2 separate regions of the Ovis canadensis genome follow, and region 2 is linked to region 1. A link is a contact called in public Hi-C data. All regions are on one chromosome and are shown on one strand. The core of a region is the stretch at or near the end of the contact, and the rest is flanking DNA. Distances in the headings are between cores, read along the strand shown.

Region 1 (6,984 bases), core at 1,477-3,976:
AAGTAGTTCTGCCCAGGCAGACAGCTAAGAGCAGAAAAATAGGGTCCAATAGAGACAGGGTGGCTCAGGTAGGTCAGCCGAGTTCCTGGAAAGGGAAAGTTGGGAGAAATGAAAAGGATGAAATGGGGCTTAGCTTCATAAACACAAGAGGGCTGGAAAAACTTCACCAAGATAGTGTAAGGATCCCATAACAAATGGGAGCACACACATAAATAGATAGAGCAGGAGGGAGAGGGGAGGGGAGGGGAGGAAGGCGGGAGAGATGCAAAGCAGGTGTTGGAGACACACCGGGTAGGGGAAAAAGCAGAACAAAAAATAAATATTGGGGTCATTATCCTTGACTCAGTGTCATTCATCAGTCCGCTGGAATGATGTCTGCCCCCAGGCTGCCAAACAAGAACACACACACCCCCACCCAGTGCCCCTTGGTGAGGGCACAGGGCACTTTGCAACCTGTCACAATGAAGCTGTCATCCCTGCTCGCTTGTCTGATGACATCATGGAAGTGGCTAGGGCCGAACTTCCAACACCCCCCTTCCTCTCCTCCATAGCCAAGTGCAGAAGCAGTGAAAGAAGAGGGGCGAGGGGTCTTCTATTCTGACGCCAGCTGAGGTGCCTGGGGCAGGGGAGTTGGAGAGAATGGCTGCGGGGCTGGGAGGAGGGAGGGAAGTCCAGGTACCAGGCTTCTCAGAGTTTCTGAGGTGTCCGCTCAGTTTTCACCTGCTGCAGCATCAGCTCCTTGGCAGGGACCCCGCACTTGTACTCCAGCTCCCCCCGCGAGGCGCCCTGCTTCTTGCGCAGGTGGCAAAGGAGGGCCAGAAGCGCCACCACCAGAGACAGGCTTGCGATGGAGATGCCCACGAGCACGCCCGAGTGCAGGGGACCAGCAGGTGCTGGCGAGGGGCGTGCGGTGCCGCCCGGAGTCGGGCTGACCGGGGGCTCCCCAGAGCCGTCATTGTCCTCCAGGGTGCCCTGGCCCTCATTCACCTGGATGGGGTCACAGTCGGTGCCAGTCTGGCCAGAGAGGGCCGAGTCAGGCCCGCAGATGCACTCGTAAGTGCCAGGGAGGTTGTGGCACTGGCCAGGGCAGATGCCGTTGTCACACTCGTTGATGTCCGTGCACACGGAGCCCTCGTCTAGGATGTAGCCTTCAGGGCACCAGCAGACGGCCGGGTTGTGGGGGTCGCAGTCAGCCGGGCACGAAGTCTGGTTGCAGAACATCCGGCACTTGTGCGGGGCGCCGGGGACAGGCGCGAAGCCCTCGGCGCAGATGCACTGGTGTTCGGACGGGCCCACCGGCTGGCACTGGTACTCGCAGCGATTGCCGAAGCACGGGTCCACGGGCTCCACGCACTCGCCGTCCACCAGGTCAAAGTCTGGGAAGCAGTGGCACTGGAAGCCGCCCTCAGTGTTGACGCAGCTCTGCGGGCACGGACTGGGCACCTGCGCGCAGTCGTCCACGTCCTCACATCGGTGCTGGTCGGCGGCCAGCTGGTAGCCTGCCTCGCAGATGCACGTGTAGTTGCCGAGCCCGTGGAGGTGGCAGAAGTGCTCGCAGAGTTGGTGGCACGGGTGCTCGGCCGGCGGCCCGCAGGAGCGCCCGTCCGCCTGCAGGGCGGCGTCCGCCGGGCACAGGCAGTTCGAGGCCCCGGCACTCGCCTTGCACTCGTGCTGGCAGCCGCCGCGCTCGACGCCGCAGACCCAGGCACCTGGGGCTTCCCTGCTCCAGCGCCCCTCGGTCTCTCCCAGCGGCGCCGCGCACTCCAGCTCCACCCCGAGGGGCGCCACCGCGGCGGTGCTGCCCAGCGGCAGCGCCTGAAAGTCTGCGCCGCGGGCTCCGAAAGGGGTGCCATAGGTGATCGAGAGCCCCGCGGCCGCCGTGGCGCCAGGCTCCACAGCCAGCGGCCGGCAGGAGGCGGCGAAGTGGAACTCGCAGAGGAAGCCGTCAGCCTCCGCGTCGCACGGCCGCTCCTCCCAGGCGGGCTCTCCCGGTGCCAGCGCCCCGGCCGCAGCCGAAACGGCGACGCACAGCGGACCGCATAGGCGCTCCCCGTCGTCGCGAGGTCTCGCCCACCTGCTGAAGCTGGTGCGGTTGTCGCCCGTCACCCACTGGAAGCCGCGCAAGGGCCCGGAGTGCTCTGGGTCGTCGCAGCCTGGCGGGCGCTGCAGACCGATCCAGAGGCGCGGACCGTCGCCGCTCAGGAGCAGGGAGATGACATCTTCGGCCACCGAGGAGCGCACGGTCATCAGGTGGCCCTGCAGGCGCTCGCAGACTCGGCTGGCGGCGAGGAAAGTCGCGGGGCCCCGGAAGACGGCGAAGCAGTCGAGATCGACGCACTGGCCGCCGAGGGGCTGAGGCTCAGGGGGCGCCGGGAGCCCCAGGCCCGCGGGGGCCAGCACGCCGAGGAGCAGGACGCGCAGCATAGTGTCCGCACGCGGCGCACAGGGTCCCGGCCGGGGCAGAGAGAGGCGGGGAGCCCGCGGCGACAGCTGCTCGCGTCTGTCTCCGACCCGGCGCGTCCGGCTGTGGCGAGGCAGTCTCTGACAGGCCACCAGGCTCGGGCCCGAGTTTATAAGTGAGCGGTCCCCCTCCCTGGACGTTCGGGAAAAGGAAGGAAGTGCCTGGTGGGAAGGGCTGATGCTGCGTTCTCGGATTACTGGGTCCTCCGGAGGCCCTGCGCCCGCCCTCGCGCCCGGGATCACCTCGCCCGGGGATGAGTAAATTCGGCCCTGCCTGCGAGGTCCTCGGGCGGGGCCTGCAGCGCAGGCTCCCGGGGCCCCCGCACCTCTGTCAAGAGGGACCCGCCCCGCCAACCGGCCTCATGCGCGCCGCCCTACGAGGGGCTTAACACGCTACCCTCCTGAATCTCCTTGTCCTCTTTTCCTTCATCAGTGTTGTTACCAACTAATTCAAGGAAAGCCTGGATTGCGGAGCTCTTGGAAGACGAGACTGGGCGAGAAGGGCTTAGAATGGGGGGCCGGGGGAGGGCGGTTCCGTAATCCCTAGGACCTACAGGGCTTCGGGAGAAGGTGCACGTCACCCAGAGGGTTTGGAGAGGGGCTGCCTAGAGCTTGGCCTCGCACACACACACACACACACACACACACAAACGCGCTCTCAAGGGGAGCTAGCCGACCGGATCCGCCAGGGCGCCTAGTTCAGGAGACCGAGGCGCTTGGAGACAGAGGGCGTGGCTGGGGCCACCCTCTGCCAAGGAGGAGGACTGGCCTAACACTTGGACCCTGGGGGACCCACAAGTTCCTGAGCGCAAGCTACCACGGCCAGACCTCATCTCGTTGCGTAAGAAAGTCGCGGAGACACTGTCAGGGTCCCAAATCTCGTCACCTTTAGGAAGTGGCGGCAGAAGAATTCCTGCGGACCCCTGTAGGGGAGCGAGTTAGCTTGAGTGGTCTGAGTTTGTCCATTATCTCAGAGGGGCAGTGCAATTCGCACCCCCAAAGGGACGCACGGGGTGCCCTCGCGGGGAGGGTCTGTCTGTTGGGGTCTTTTTCCCAACAGATCAGATGGATACAGGGGCGCACATAGATGCTACTTGGTCCGCAAAGGACACGGACAAGGGGCGATTAAGCGCTGGTGCGGGGTGGGGAGCACTGGGAGGAGGAGACTGGAATCTGTCACTTTCACGACCTTATCCGCTTACTCACTTGTCAGGAATGCGGAGGGGTCAGTCCAAAGCCCAACCGAGAGTGGCAAATTTGTTTTTTGTTGTGTTTTTTCGTTTTTTTTTTTTTTTTTTTAACACCCTGTGCCATCCTCCGCTGCTGTCACTCAGCGATGCGCCAGGTGGCGGCGCTGTTGAACTCTAAACGAAGCCAAAGAAACGGCGATCCCCGAAGTTGGGCTGAAAGGATTCCTCATGCAGAGTCCTTTCTCCGGGTAGGACTCGCAGATCCCCTTCTGACCCGGGGGTCGGGCCCCCTACGTCCAGCCGAGCCCAGAACTTGCTAAAGGAGCAGGACAGTGTGGCGTCGTCACGTGCGGAAGACAGACACCCGCTGGCGGATGGACAGTACTGTCTGCAGTAACCAAGGGGGCGGGGCGGGGACACCCCCGAAAGTGCAAGGGGATGGGGGAAGGCACGCTTGACCATCCCGCCACCCCCGCGCCCCACGCAAAGGGACACGGACATTTGAGGCTTCCTGGATTGGGCCAGACTGCACCTAAAGAAGGAGGAAGGAAAGACACCTCCCCCTCACCCCCCGCCCAAGATCGGAGAGTCTCGCAGCCTGGGGTGGGTCCGGGCAGGCACTCTCTGGACATCCCACTGGCTTCGGGACCAAGTCAGGGGCCACGACTCCGTGCACGGCCACCCTGGAGAGGTTGTCTCGGTGCAGCCGATTGGGGCGGGGCGGGGCGGGGCTCCAGACACAGGCTGGAACTCGTCACTTTAGAGACCTCAAAGGTGGACGCCTGAGACAGGAAGGGAGGCAGGGCCAGCCACACCCTTTGTGCCTCTTTTACAAAGGATTTCAGGACTGTGTTGGAGAAAGGCTCAAACAAAGGGTGGGGTCCTCTGAGCCCGCGCCAACCTTTAAAGGAGTTGAGGGACATTCCAGCGTCAGGTCTGGCCCCCACCAAGGTGGGTCACTTCTTGGAGGGGTTCTAGGTGATTTACCCATAAAGAGCCAAAGAGCTTTATCAAATGTGGGAGGCAACTTTTTTTCTTAAGAGACATTAAAAAAAAAAAAAACAACTTTCTAATTCCTACATGAACACCTGTTCTTAGATATATTAACTCCTAGGTCCCCTGATGCTTGGAACCCTTTCCAGTATTCTTGCCTGGGAAATCTCATGGACAAAGGAGCCTGGTGGGCTATGGCTACAGTTCATGGGGTTGCAAGAGTCGGACATGACTGAGTGGCTAAACCCCCTGGTGCAGATCCCGCTTGGCACTGTTTCTCTCCAGAGCACATGGGCAGCTGTCCATGCTCTGACTTAGAATTTAAGCCTCTGAGGTGGGGAGATGGGTGGAAATACACAATTCCAGGTGCTCAGGGCTTCCAGGCTGTGAGATGCAGGGCTGACTCCCAATTGTTGGTGATAAAAGCTCCCCACCCAGGGAAATGACTGTCACTAGCACTTGAGGATGTGGGGGAAGGAGGGATGTATAACTTATGCAATACAACAACCATAATCCCCTATGATTATTTAAACTAAAACTTATTAAAGTTAGAAATTCAGTTTCTCAGTCTCCCTTGTTACAGCAACTGCCGCACTATAGGGGCTAGTGACTATAAATTAGACATTACTGAGAAAACACTTGATCATCACAGGAACTGCTTTTGGGCCCTGCTAGTCCACACAAGCACTTCCCTGGTGGCTCAGATGGTAAAGCATGGTCCACACAAATGATCTCAAGGAAGATATTGGTGGGGGCACGTGAGTATCCCTTCTAAGATTCCAAGTACACTGTCTTACAATCATTGCTATTTTCAAGATAATGGTTGTAAAAACTGTCCTCAGAGTCTACAAGGGATATGTTAAGAAGAGTGTAGAAACTGTTTTTGTTTTTGTTTAGTTGCCAAGTCCTTTCTGACTCTTTGCAACCTCACAGACTGTAGCACACCAAGCTCCTCTATCCTCCACTATCTCTCAGAGTTAGCTCAGATTCATGTCCACTGAGTCAGTGACACTGTCTAACCGTCTCATCCTCTACCGCACCCTTCTCCTTTAGCCTTCAGTCTTTCCCAGAATCAGGGTCTTCTCCAATGAGTCAGCTCTTCACATCAGGTAACCAAACTTTTGAAGCTTCAGCTTCACCAACAGTCTTTCCAGTGAATATTCAGGGTTGATTTCCTTTAAGATAGACTGATTTGATCTCCTTGGTACTTGACTAATGAATACACTGGGCTTTCTTGATGACTCAGTAGTAAAATGGAGAAGGAAATGGCAACCCACTCCAGTATTCTTGTCTGGAGAATCCCATGGACAGAGGAGCTTGGTGGACTACAATCCACGGGTCGCAAAGAGTCGGACACGACTGAGCGACTTCACTTCACTTCACTTCAGTAGTAAAAAATCCACTTGCCAATGCTGGAGATGCAGGTTCAATCCCTGGGTCAGAAAAATCCCTGGAGAAGGAAATGGCAACCCACTCCAATATTCTTGCCTGGAAAATCCCATGGATGGAGGAGCCGGGCAGGCTACAGTCCATGGAGTCGCAAAAAGAGTCAGACAGAACTTAGAGACTGAACAACAGTAAGTTAGTACATCAATATTATGTTTAACCTGGATATGAATTATAATAATTTAGATATTAAGAAGAAAGACATCTAAAAGGTAAGAACGTCATGTGTATAAGCCATAACAATATTAAGATGAAGACACAAAAATAAAGCCTCTGTGATGATACAGCAACATACGATTCTAGAAGTGGAAATTAACTGCGTGGTGAGCAAACGTTATTCAATAAACAAGAGCCTGGCACCTAGCAAGGTGCAGATTTTACTAAATTTTTGCAGTCAGCCGGACTTTCTTCAAGAAGCAAGATGAAAATTGACAGTCCTTTATTGGCCTATTTTTATGAAAGAAATTATGTTGCATCTACCCAAACCCAATATTTGATAACATATTTGATGGTGAAAGACCAACAGCTCTACTCCTAAGGTCAGAAACCAGACAAAGATGCCTGTTCCTGCCATAGGATTTTGGAGGTTCTAGCTAGATTCTATCCAGGGTAGTTCTGCATGGAAATGAAATAAAAGGCATCCAGATTTAAAAGGAAGACATAAAATTATCTCTTTATTGATGATATTGCCTTGCTTATATGCAGAAAACCCTAAGAAAACTATCCCCAAACCATAAGATCTAATAAACAAGTTCAGCCTTACAGAAAGTAAAATCAATACCTAAAACCCATTTGCATTTCTATATAGTAACAATGCATAAATTTAAAATGAAATTAGAAAACAATTTCATTTACAATAGTATTAAAAATAATTACTTAGGAATAAATTTAACAG
Region 2 (6,984 bases), core at 2,662-5,161, 140 kb after region 1:
AAGGCAAGGTTCCCTGTTTCTGGGACAGGTTAGGGCTGAGCCTGTTCTCAACCAGTCTTTCTTCCTGGTTTGTGCATCCATCCTGTCCCTGACTCCCACCCCCCATCTGGTCCCTTTCTGAGTGCTCCCTTTGGCCTCGGACTCTAGCTTGGCCCAATCCCAGTGGCAAGGGAGGTAGAACAGCTTCCTCGCTAAGGCTCTACTCCTGGACAGCACCCCAGAAGCTGCTCTAGAAGATGAGAACCGCCCCCTTCCCCCCATGGCTTTCAATCCTTATCCCCCAACCTCCCTCCCAGCGCATCAGCAGACTCAGGGTTTTGCTCCATTGTTGGTTCTGGAGTTTCTGGTGATGATTCGCCCACACAGTGAAAGGAGCCTGGACCAGGTGAGGAGACGCCACCAGGGCTGGTCTTCACGGGCAGCCCAGGCGCCATTCTGGGCAGGAGAGGCCCTCCTAGGACTGGGATCACCCTTATTAGGGCCCTACTAGAGGAGCCAGGAGGAGCCTGGTGGGCTGCCATCTCTGGGGTCGCACGGAGTCGAACACGACTGAAGTGACTCAGCAGCAGCAGCAGAGGAGCCAGGTCAGCCGTGCGGTATTGTCAGAGGAGAGGCAGCGAGGGGGGCTGGGAGGGACTTGGCTTCCAGCCCCTGAACATCTTTTCAGATGGAACACGCAGTCCAGAGACCGACCCCAGCCTGCATGCCCATCCCCCCCAAGGCTGCCCTGGGACACTTGGCTCGACTCCTCCGGCAGCTCTGCCCCAAGCCTAGGTCGCTGTTTTGTTGGGACTGGCCTCCTCGCAGGGTCACCTCCATCCCCTCCCTTCCTGTCATCCCTCAGAGAAACTCCCCAGCAAAGGATCAGAGGGGTCAGCGCTGGGGCAGGTGTGGGCCTGGCGGACGATGACCCTGGGCTGTGATGGCTGTCAGGGGAAAGGCACTTGGTGCTGGGAGGCGGCCGCACCCGGGCCCCAGCCCAGCCCTTCCGCCCTGGCTGCAGTGCAGTGGGGGCAGGGAGGAAGGGGTGATCCCTGAGCCTGCAGAGGGATCCTGGTGTCAGGGCACCGGTGCAGAGAGAGTGCTCTTGGTGAAGGGACACGGTGATGATGGAGTTTAGAGACCAGCCAGTTTCTGGGGGAAAAATGATTTCTTCCTTTAGAAGCAGGTCTTTTGGCAGGGGTTAGGGTGGGGGTGGGTTCTGTGATGAAACCCACCTTATATGCCCCTGAGATGAGGTGTGTTTCAGCTAATGCAGCCCTCAGCCAGACACGGAGGGCATTACCTCTGGACCACTCATACCTGGTAGTCCCGGTGTGCGGGAGACGTGAGCTTCTTCCCAGGACAGGTCGCATCTGAGCAGGAATCTTCCAGAGTCCCCACTCTCTCCCCTGGAAAAGGATCCCAATGTCTGTCCCCGCAAATGACATCTGAGTCCCTGAGGACCCCTGGGAGGGTGGGGGAGAGGCCCTCCATTGTGCTTCACTTTGAGGGAGGCTATCCCATGGACGGAGGAGCCTGGTGGGCTGCAGTCCATGGGGTCTCGAAGAGTCAGACACGACTGAGCGACTTCACTTTCACTTTTCACTTTCATGCATTGGAGAAGGAAATGGCAACCCACTCCAGTGTTCTTGCCTGGAGAATCCCAGGGATGGGGGAGCCTGGCGGGCTGCCGTCTCTGGGGTCGCACAGAGTCAGACACGACTGAAATGACTTAGCAGCAGCAGCAGCATGCAAACCCTATTTTTCTAAATTCAAGCAGCTTCTGTCGCTTTTCTCTGATACGTTTCCACAGCAAGACGCCTGCCCTGGACGTCAGCTGCCTCTCATTTGAATAATGCGAAGTGTGTAGAGTGCACCTAACACGTGATTAAAGCGTGCTTCAGTACTCGCTGCCATCTGTGGGCCCAGTGGCCTGGAGTGGAGGGCGGGGAGCCAGGCCCCACCTGTCGCTGGAAAGAGCAGCAGAGCGTCCAGCTGTCTCCAGTCAGCCACACAAGCTTTGCATGTCCTGTGCATCTGTGCTGCGTCGCCAGTGCGGCTGTTGGCAGAGGGACAGCAAGGTCAGAGGAGACTGAAGGAATCTACTCCCATCGCGAGGACAGGCTCTCCACACTCAGGATCTAAAAGGGGCCGGCCCCTGGGGCACCGAGGGACAGCTATCTTAAGGGTAAGTTCCAAGGACGTGAACTGGAGAGGAAGAAACTTAATGGGCCAAAATGTAGCCTCACGGAAACACCACCAAACAAGAACAGGCCACAGAAATGGCCAGAGCCAGAAAGCCCAACAACACGGCCACGACCAGGGGCTCCCCCTAACAAGAACCTCCTCCAGGTGTAGTCAGGGATTCTGGGGTCTCGCTCAGTCCATGCAACTTGCACACTCTCAGCTTCATGACAGGCCATGGGAGGTGGGTGCTCACCCACCAGCCTTGCCTGAACCAGCCCATCCTCAGGTGGGTGGGGCTATGGCTCTGGAGCCTGCTTGTCTAGGAGCCAAGGTGCCAGTATGACGATGCGCTGGCCAGAGCCTTTGCAGTGTGCTGAGACCGACATGACACTGGGGCTTGTCTTCCAGAGGATGCTAAGGTTCTTCCTCCTGAAATGAGGGCTGGGGAGTCTGCACTCCAGGGAGATGACCCCTTCTCCTGGGCAGCAGAACCATGTTTGGACAAAATGCCTGGAGGACCTCTATTTTGTCACCCTACAGATTTTACCTTAAAAGAACAAAACAGCACAAAGCACATGGCTAGTGATGGCAAGCTTGAAGAGAGAAGGATAGTTTTCACAACAGTAAGTTGCAGCTAAGACCAGAGGGTCTCTGCAAAGACCATTTACCAGGGGCCACTTCTCCAGTCCAACAGGTGAAGGCGCCGTGTTTACTGCTCGGCTAAGAAGCAGGTTTGCAGAATCAAGGCTACAATGTGAGGCAGGGGAAGGGGCGCCTGTCCCCAAGCCTCCCTTCTTTCACAGGTGTCACAGCCATGTTGCACAGGCCTCTCAACCCCATCTCCTCCACAGACAAGTGGCTCTCCTCTAAATCTCCCATCTTGGCATGGGCTTCCTGAGCTGACACACTGCCCACGTCAGCCTTGAGCATCTCTAGCTGCAAGAGCGCATCAGGAAGCCTGTTCCACTTTGATGTGATGCAAAGTGCTTTCTCACCCTTTGATCGCGGTGCTGGCAGAAAATAGATTTCCACTCAGACATTTAGAGCAGAACCTTTCATGGAGAGAGATGCAGATGGGTGTGAGAAAACACACCTGAGGCTGTTGACACCCCAAGGCTGAACAGGGGCTGTGTTCCTGCAGCCCCATGGGACCGGAGCCTCAAGGACAGACCCACTATGAGATGTGGTACCAGCCAGGGGTTAAGGATGCAATCTGCAGGGCACCAGCCAGGACTGGGACGGATGGGAGTGGAGAGCAGAGAGCAGCATTCACGCAGCAAACTGCTGCGTCTCTTCCTTGGTGCCCACTACGGGTTCCTGGGCATCTCCCTTGCTGCGGTCCTCATTTTGCATTGACCCATGATTCCCCCAATAGTTACTCTTAGATTTCAGCCTAAGACTCACTTTCTCACTTTCTCCACCAGCTCTGGGTTCACACTCCAGGCCTTATGATGAAGCACAGGGGTCCCCACCCAACACACCCCACTCTCCACCGGGGCCCCTCGTGCCATCAGCTGAAGTCAGACAGAGGGTGTAACACAGACCGGGACCCTGAGCTCGTCTTCCTGCAAACACACTGGGCCTGGGGTGGAACCCTTGGCTGCCTGAACATGTCTACTAACCACAGCACCCTGTGGACTCCTCTTGACAGTTGCTGATTCCACAAGTCAGGGACCGCCCGAGCCTGCCTCATTCCATCGACTGCTTGTGGTTAAAACTTGTTTTCCAGTTGACCACAGCCCAGCCCTCCCCATGCCAAGCTTGCGTATCCACTCAACGTCTTGAGACCAGAACCAGAGGCCAAGGCGATTTCACCATCACTGCAAAATATATGAAAAATATGCAAAATATGTGAAACATACAAAAATCCAAATTTGCTCCACATATCTCAAGGGAGTCGGTTGCTTAACTATTGTAGTTGATGTGAGGTGGCCATGAGATCCATCACGCCTGAATCTATTGGGCAGTGGCAGGTCCACTGATGCACTGATCCAAACACAATGCCCTCGCTCTGTCACACAAAAGCTGAGGAGCCGTGAATACAGGATTGGAAAAAAAGGACCCTCTTAATAAGCACAACATCCCAGGCTGTGTGACTCTCCTACTGCAGAATCAGGGCTTAAAAGTACAGCTTTACGCTTTTTATTCTGTAAACTGTGTGACAACATTACAGACAGTATTGAAAAATAAGAAAGGCTTTGATTTTTAGTGGAAGTCTCTGACAGTTCTTTTCCAGACACACATTTGCTACAGAAAGAAAGAACGCCCCAGACCAGCCCAGTGGGTGACGTGGGTTTTCCAGGAGCCAAGGACCAGTGAGTGAAAGCAGAAGTGCCCACCAACTGAGCAACTGAAACCGCAGCTGCCCCTGGACCCTGGAGACGCGCGTGTCTCGCTCTGTCCCTCAGTCTCTCCTTCCCAACCCCTCCCCCACCCCCAGGCTCGCCCTTCCACGTGGAGGCCTAGTGGGACCTCCCCCCAGAACTGAGAGCCAGCAGCCCCTGGGGGCTTGTGGGTGGGTGACCTCAGGAGAATCTCTTTCCCTCACAGACAACTGCCTGGGCAGAGGGGAGATGGTCAACAAGCATCTCCGAGCTTTAGCTGGCCCCTCCGTGCCTCTAACCTCCTCCTAGTGGCCCTCACCGACCTGCCGCTCTCCCCGTATTCCATCTCCTCTGCCTAAAGGCCCAATGTTCCAGTCCCCCTCAGTCTGCCGGTCTATCTGCAGCCAGTTATGCCATTTCCTGCCTCAGCATCCCTGTGGCCATGGTCCCACCACCGGGTGTGGTTCAGGGCCCCAATCAGAGGTGGTATCTCTGATGGAAGGTCTGAGAGGGGGCTCTGTCTCTGCGCCCATCTCGCCAGGGGGAATTACGATGACAAAGAAGTGACTTGTAGAAAAAAGTCACCCCCTGGGAGGCTGTCCATACCACAGCATATCATTCAGCTGCTCCAGCCTGACGCCCACCCCTCTCATCCTCCAGCTTGTTCCATCAGTGCCCCACCGCCCTGTGGAGCTTCAGCCAGATGCCAGCCACCCTCCCACTGTTCCTCGCCCAAAACACTCTTACCGCTTGAAATTCCCCCTGCGGACAAGCTCGACTACTCCTGTGAGTGGGAATGACCCAGTTAACCATGAGAACTCGGGGCCGATTTCTTCCCCAGCCTCCAGTTGTCATTGTCCAGCTGCCTTGTGATCACCCACTCAGGTGCCCTGTGGGCCTCACACCCCAAACGGGTGCAGATGGGGCTCCCACTTCCTCCAAGACAGAGACCCCAAGCCCTCCCTCTCCTAGCCCATCAGGCAGTCCTGTCTGCATGGGCCCCACGTGCACCTTCCCCAAGGCCCCTTTTTCCCATTTCTCTGCCAGGATCTCCTCTAGCCACCACGACCTCTTTCCTCAACTACTTTAAATGTCTCTAAGTTGGGCAACTGCCTTGGGTCCAGCACTAAGCTCCAACCTGAGAAACAGGTGTGTCCAAGACACCTGCTGCCCTCCAAGAACTTGTCTGTACCTGGAACTGGCATTACCCTCAGGGTTGGTGAAGACTGCAAGGGCAGAGGTGGAGGTGGAGGGAAGGCTCCAGAAAACTCCATCTGGGAGGAAGAGGAGGTTCGTGACTTCGGGTTAGGCAGGAATGGAGTTAAGCAGACCACCTAGCCTCTTGGCTCTAGGACTGGCATCTGTAGGAACCCTTGCCTGTCAGGGTCTCTCACCTTCTCTCTGCAGAGCACTCAGCGGAGACTTGGTCTCATTTCTTGTTATCTCCCCAGAGGACTTGGGAAGCTGTTTCCTTTGCACAGTCCCCCAAACATTTGTGAGGAGAATTCCAGCTGGGATCCAGGATAGGTGTGAGGTGTGAGGGTGAGGAAGTTGTCAGCAACCAGTGCAACAACTGAGCAGCCCTGGAGGCCAAGCCCACCTTCAGGCCGAGTATAGCAGGAGCACCAGAGTGGTTATTGGGGGAGTTTCTTCTCCACCTTTGTCTTTCCTCCTAAACTCCAGCCTATGGCACCTTCAGGGGGAACACACCCCCAGGAGATGGAGAGGGCTCCGGGAAGTGTGACCCCAAATCACAATAACTTCTCAACATCATCATGTTTAGTAGATGTCCATAAACTCTTGAAAAAATATTTTAATGACTGTGATAACTTTATTTACTTATTTTAAGCTTTTTCTATTGGGGTATAGCTGGTTAACAATGCTGTGATAGTTTCAGGTGGACAGCAAAGGGACTCAGCCATACTTACCGTGTATCCATTCCCCCACCAAACTCCCATCCCATCCAGGTGACCACATAACACTTAGCAGAGTTCCCTGTGCTGTATAGTAGGTCCTGGTTGATCATCCATTTTAAATATAGTAGTGTGTACATGTCCATCCCAAACTCCCTAACTATCCCTTCCCCCATTCTTCCCTCCACAATCATAATGTGATAACTTTAGAATATGCAGTGAAGTCTTTTTTTTAATAATTGCTAAATATATAAAGCAACCCCAAGAACTTCCCCAGTAGTCCAGTGATTAAGAACTTGCCTTCCAAGCCAGGGGACGTGGATTCTATTCCTGCTCAGGAATTAGGCCTGTGCGCAACTAGAGAACCCACCCACCACAACTGGAGAAAACCCGTGCACCACAACAAAGAGCCTGCGTACAGCAACAGAGACCCAGCACAACAACAAAAGTACTCCATGATTTATGGCAAAAATCAGTAGTTTGTTAATCCTCACTTCAACTTTAAAAAAAGCAACCCCCAGATGTCATGATACATCACCCCTAAATGTCATGAAGGGGTGTGGATGCAAGACGGTGAC

What was found. A called contact is a pair of places that touch in the nucleus more often than the background predicts.
Region 2: a contact with region 1 is called in a Hi-C map of fibroblasts, with 3 times the contacts expected there. The contact joins the enhancer-like site here to the promoter of THBD in region 1. A contact is called at or near these places in 2 of 2 Hi-C or Micro-C datasets (fibroblasts and lung).

What each region holds. Positions count from the first base shown.
Region 1 is chr13:56,776,156-56,783,139 of ARS-UI_OviCan_v2, forward strand. It overlaps THBD (thrombomodulin), which reads right to left and starts at 2,727. Exons shown (of 1, transcript XM_069546506.1): 1 at 1-2,727. The coding sequence starts at 2,424. The coding sequence ends at 688. LOC138416963 (a long non-coding RNA gene) reads right to left here. Exons shown (of 2, transcript XR_011247920.1): 2 at 6,736-6,984.
Region 2 is chr13:56,918,585-56,925,568 of ARS-UI_OviCan_v2, forward strand. No RefSeq gene overlaps it. Among named protein-coding and RNA genes, the nearest start is that of NXT1, 19 kb to the right of the region's middle. Within about 2 kb of position 3,912, the one cell type or tissue checked has open chromatin away from gene starts, as enhancers often do. A contact at or near this core is called in fibroblasts, where this site is marked.